Linked DNA regions of Sus scrofa: region 2 is linked to region 1. A link is a contact called in public HiChIP or PLAC-seq data. All regions are on one chromosome and are shown on one strand. Each heading gives the region's core, a stretch centred on a gene start, on an enhancer-like site or on the middle of the called end of the contact. The rest is flanking DNA. Distances are from core to core; before and after follow the strand shown. Region 1 overlaps PLXDC2 (plexin domain-containing protein 2). Region 2 overlaps PLXDC2 (plexin domain-containing protein 2).

Region 1 (2,927 bases), core at 391-2,890:
ACCCACAAATTCATTTACTCAGGAAACAGACAAATGTGGGCTTAGTGTGGTGATGACAGCGAGGGGACACGAAGGTGAGCACAATACAGCTGCGGCCTGCCAGGAGTTCATTGTGTAAGAGGGTCAGGAAGTCTAAACGCCATGACTGGATCACGCCTTTGCCATGAGACATGTACAAAAATGGGTTCAGGCTAAGGGTGACGTGGAGGAGGGAGGGCTGACCTGCTTGGGAGGCTTGGGGGCTGGGCTGCTGTCACAGACGCCTAGGAGTGGGCGTTTAGGCACAGGCTTGGCCCATCGAGGGGAGTTCACCAGCTTGATAATCTCTCGATGGAAAAAGAGAAGATTCCTGGCAGAACAAATTACATGTGCAGGGGACGAGTCTTAGGAGGGCGTGACATGGTGAGACGTCTCAGATGCTGACCAACTGTCCCAGTTTACCTGGAATCGAGGGGTTTCCCGGGATGCAGAACTTTCAGTGCTAAAAATGGGGCAGTTCTGGGCAAGCTGGAATGGCTGGTCACTCTAGGATTGTCTGTAATTTTTCTTACGGTTGGAGCCACGAAGTGGAAGGAGAAGGATGGTTGGAGATGGGTTTGGTGAGCATGGAAGTTTGCTGTAGGCACATTTTAGGCAGATCTGGGTGTTGCCTGGAGACCTCGAGGGTGGTATTGCATTGCTTCATTTTCTATCATTTTTAGCACTGCAAATCGTGAAATAGGATCTTGTTAGTACACTAGATATAACAAAAACAAACAGGTGAGTCTTATGGAATTAAGCAAAAAACAGTCAAATGAGAACAGAAGCTGTTTATTCAGTCTCTTTTAGCTTCCGTCACTTGGCCAGTGGCAGAGACTTAAAAACAGTCAGGGGCGTTGGAAAATTTTTCAGTTGAAACAAGAGAAGGCTCCAGGTATGCTCCAATTCTGGTTGTTGACATGAAGAAGCTGGACGTGGCAAGTCAGAAGAAGAACATCTCATGCGGTTGATTTTGGGAACATATTTGACTTCCTGTTGGTTAGTCTGGAGTGGGGCAGGGAGACAAAAAATAGAGAAGCTGTCAGTGAGGAATCAAGTTCTGCACCTTCTGGACTGATTGTTCCAGACTGTGTTTTGGCTCCCTGGACGGGTTGCTCTGGAGACTGGGGTCAGAGTTCTGATGTCATCCATGGTCTAGACATTGTCTGTTTGGGTCTTCTTTCAACCCCAACTTTCAGTTCCTACATCTCCCAGGTAATAATAGGCTTATATTATGAAAGAACGAGGCAACATTATTTTTACTGCCTTGAAATACTCATTATTTAGGAAAAGAAGTCAACTTCACGAAATAGATAACAACATGGTTCTACAGGTAGTATCACGGCATCATTTGGTTCCCTGGTGGTGAGAGGAATCTCAGATCTGAAGCACAGGCCATGGGAATGCTGTGTATGTGAGAAGCTCAACAATTTTAACAACGCTCCTCCATCTCCTTAGCTAGTATGTGACTCTGGTGGTCCCGGCCAAGCCCCTTAACCAGGCAACAGAGGATGTGCTAGGAGCAGAAGTCATAGCTATCTAGAAGAGGCTATTCTGACTCCTGCAGAGTGCCTGCTATTTTGGCAGCAATGTTGTTATAGCAACTCAGTGTAGGCAACATAATTCTTCCAGAAGCTGCTCTTTAGCCAGGGTGCAGTTTAAAGAAAGGAGAGCTCAACAGAAGCAGAGTGTTTACTCTCTGCCCAGAACCTAGTAACCTATTGAGATTAAAAGGGGAGAATCCAGACTCCTGGAATTTTGTCTTCTCCCTGCAGGATGCTGAATTTTTTGAATCATTTGTAAAACAGAAAATCCTTTTGCCTCGCAATGTATTAACACTCCTCAAAATACAATCCTATTGTTATTATAGACATGATTTTATTATTCAGCCAATTTTTCTCTTTTTCCACCTTAACAGAGGGAGACCACATTATGCCAGGTATTTTGAATCAATACAAAGCAGGAAAGATGGTAGGGGTACTCACATGTGGTGCTGAGAACTGCCAGGTGCTGCATGGGTATCATCTTGCCTGGTGCTCACATCAGCCTGGAGAGGTTTGCATGCCCAGGTTCACTGGCTAATATTAGTGACTTACATGAGTGTACCTTCAGCTCTAGGTTTAGTATTTTTCCTAAGGTCTCTCATTAATGAGTAAAGAGTTGCTGTTCAAACCCAGGCCTGACCAGCTGTCAAGATTTAGCCTTACTACTCAACTCTGCTTCTTCTAATATAAGAAAGAAAGAAAAAAAAAAAAAAAAAAAAAAGGCCGTTGGATTATGTAATGATTTTCAGCTGCAGCACCTGAATATGGAGTAAATTCAGGGTTTCAGTCTGGCTGGAAGGGGACTTGCCTTGTAGCTAGATTTCATAACAGGAGGATAGCTCTTGAGTTTATTTTTATGGGGTTCTGAGGTTTGATGGAGATAATTGGGGATCTCAAGTCCCCTAAGTCAACTCCTTCGCACCACCACTTGTTCTGGAAGCAAAAGCCTACATCTGAAACTTCTCAGCAAGGTTTGTTTTTCCTGGCCCTTAAAAATCATGTTTTTGAACATTGCTGCATCTCTATGGGGGAAAATAATTTTTGCCTGATTGAGTTAAATGGGAACAGGAAAGACAGGAAGTGAATGGTTATAGAGTGACTGCTCTCTGCTGGGCCTTGGGACAAGATCCTTCTTATCTTTTAGGAATAATCCTTTTATGTTGCTTAGTACAAGCAATGGGCATGAGAGAATATGTGTGCTTTTTCCTCTTAGAAGCTTCCAGAGTTGATGTCAGGAATCGGAATTGTTTTGCCTGAGAGCCCTGACTGTAGTAGCGGCTGTTAAAATCATCTGTGTCCCAGTGAGACCTAAACCGCCCGGAATGGTTCCCATGCACGGTCTCCTCAGCCTCTGCCATTGTCTGG
Region 2 (2,825 bases), core at 113-2,612, 150 kb before region 1:
CTGACCAGCTTAAAGTGAAAAATAAAGAAATTATGAGCCTTACGCAAGTCTGAAATTAAAAACAGGAACAAAAGTTAAAGCCAATAAAACCTTCTTAGCTGTAGATTATCTTTCAGGGTAGATTATAAGTTTGTTTCTCTTAATAATTGGAACGTTGCTCTGTGACTTCGCTCTGTGTGTGTGTGTGTGTGTGTATTTTGTGTGAATGTGTGTTTAGAGGTGGGGGAGGGGAGCCGAGGAAGTGAATGAGTAGAGAAGGAAGTAAAAGATGAAAAAGTGACTTGTCAGGTTCAGATAATTTAATGATATTTATGAACAGACCATAAGGCAGTAACTTTGTGCTTTCTTAAATTATCTGTCCTATTTTAATTTTGTAATGCATTGCAAAGGCCAAAACAACAGAATGCAAAATTAATGAGTTTTGTTTCATAAACATGCAGAAATGCTAATGTGATTATAAATGTGCATCCATCTATCAGCTTATAACTGAACTTGTTAAGTCATTTATCATTTTTGTCTATGTAAATGGCTTTGTCATATGCTTTACTGTAAATCAGAAACATAGGTGTCTCCTTTTACTTTTTTGCAATTTTTTTTTTTTTTAGTTTAGTTTACTTCTTGTTCACATAAGGCTCTTGATATTTAACCTGACAAGATATTAGTAAAAAGTCACTAGCATAAAACAAGTTAGTCTTTTATCACTTGCATTTTGGTAAAAAAAAGAAGGGAAAAAAAAGTTGTAATTCGGTGAACCTATGACATGTTTTCTTAATAAAACTTGCAGGCTCGAAACACTCGCTTGTGTGTTCAGAATAGATGATATAATGCTTTGTTAATATATAACATAATTACAATAGCACACATTTTTAATATTTTAAATATTAACTTTGTAGTGTTTTCTAATATATAGTAATAAATACAGCATTTGAAATTTGTCATCAAGTATATTTAAGTCCCTAAGACAAATCAGCTTGTTGGTCTCCCTAATGGAGGTTTTGAACCAATTTTGAGAAGTGTTTCTTAGTTTGTTTTTTTTTTCCAATAATGCACCAAAGGGTATTGGAAGTCTAAAGGAATAATGTATGCAGACCTCTAGCTTCTTTTTTTAAAGACCACTAGCTTTGGATATAACCCACAACTGCAATAGTAAAAGCCATACTAATAGCATCTAATTTAAGAAAGTGAGGACTCTTATCAGCAAATAAGAGAAATCTAACTTGAACTGGCTTAGTCAAAGCAGGGAATTTGGGGAGCAGCCTCGCAGAGCCCAAGAAGAGCAATGTGGTACGGCCCTGGGGACAGGGCTTCCAGTCAGAGATTCTCTCTCTCCATCTGTCATTCTTGGACCTGTCTGCGCATTTCCAGTCAGGCTTCTGTTTGGCTGGTCCACGTGGCAGGACACACAGTGAGTGCCATCTTCAGGCGTCAGCCACTCTGGAAGCGTTCAGCCTGACATACTCCCAGCTCAGAGTTTAAAAGTCCTGTCAAAGGATTTCCTTGTCCACCTTGGGACCACAACACTGTGGCCAGGAGGCCAGGTTCCATGAAACCTTCCCTTTGTACGGTATGAATGAAATCGTGGTGCTCCCTTGTTTAAAGTCTTCCAGTGACTTTCCATCAAATTAAATGGAGCATCCAATCTTTTCCCCATGGCCTGCAAGGCTCTGTGTGAGCAGGCTCCGCCTATCTATCTGATCCCATCATAAACTACAGTGTTTGTTTTTCACTTCCTCTCACGCAGGATATGCTTCCCACGCGGGCCCTCCTGTTTCCTTCTTGTTATTCCGGTTTCAGTTCACTTGGCATCTTTTCACAATGGCCTGTGATGCACTCAGTAGATAGGGGCCACTCTCTGAAATCACCCCCCCCTTCACACTAAAACAGTTGTTTTTTTATCTTTTCCACATCGTATTGCCTCTGTTGCCTTTAGATGGCAGGGACCCAGTTCACTGTTCATTGCTGGATCCTTAGCTCAGGGCTTGGCACACTGCATGTCTCAACCACGATTCATTTCAGGAATGAGCTCTTTTCTTTCAATGCCAGATGGAGTTAGACTGGGATCAGGGGCAGCTCCACTTCAAGAAGAAGAAGAGGGAGTGGGGAGGCAAACTAAAGGGCAGGCCATTGCATACTTATATGGCGCTTTAACTCTACAAAGAATTTTACTGTATAATATCTCATTTAATCTTCGCACCAAGTCAATATTTTTCCCCAAATTTTAAAGATGTGGTAAAAGGTATATAAAATTTATCATCTTAACCATTTTGAAGTGCACAGTTCAGTGGTATTAAATGCAATTATAATGTGCAACCATCACCACCATCCATCTCCATAACTCTTTTCATCTTGTTAAAATAAAACTTTACTCATTATTCAGTAACTCCCCATTTCCCATCTCCCAACAACGACCATTCTACTTTTCATGTCTATGATTTTGACTGTCCTAGTACCTCATATAAGTGGATTCATACAGTATCTGTATCTGTCCTTTGTGACTTTTATTTCCCTTGGCATGATGTCCTCAGGGCTTATTCATGTTGTAGAGTGTCAGAATCCCCTTCCTTTTTTTTGTTTTTTTTTTTTTTGGCCTTTTGTCTTTTTGTCTTTTGTTGTTGTTGTTGCTATTTCTTGGGCCGCTCCCGCGGCATATGGAGGTTCCCAGGCTAGGGGTTGAATCAGAGCTGTAGCCACCGGCCTACGCCAAGCCACAGCAACGCTGGATCCGAGCCGCGTCTGCAACCTACACCACAGCTCACGGCAACGCCAGATCGTCAACCCACTGAGCAAGGGCAGGGACCGAACCCGCAACCTCATGGTTCTTAGTC

What was found. HiChIP or PLAC-seq counts read pairs in DNA pulled down with a chosen protein or histone mark.
Region 2: an H3K27ac HiChIP or PLAC-seq map of alveolar macrophages shows a contact between it and region 1. The contact joins two enhancer-like sites. A contact is called at or near these places in 1 of 47 Hi-C or Micro-C datasets (embryonic fibroblasts) and 1 of 2 datasets of contacts at active chromatin or transcription factors (alveolar macrophages).

The regions. Positions count from the first base shown.
Region 1 is chr10:54,500,919-54,503,845 of Sscrofa11.1, reverse strand. The region is part of intron 3 of PLXDC2 (plexin domain-containing protein 2); the gene reads left to right. Among named protein-coding and RNA genes, the nearest start is that of PLXDC2, 170 kb to the left of the region's middle. Within about 2 kb of position 1,640, at least 7 of the 83 cell types and tissues checked have an H3K27ac peak or open chromatin away from gene starts, as enhancers often do. A contact at or near this core is called in alveolar macrophages, where this site is marked.
Region 2 is chr10:54,654,253-54,657,077 of Sscrofa11.1, reverse strand. The region is part of intron 2 of PLXDC2 (plexin domain-containing protein 2); the gene reads left to right. Among named protein-coding and RNA genes, the nearest start is that of PLXDC2, 22 kb to the left of the region's middle. Within about 2 kb of position 1,362, at least 8 of the 83 cell types and tissues checked have an H3K27ac peak or open chromatin away from gene starts, as enhancers often do. A contact at or near this core is called in alveolar macrophages, where this site is marked.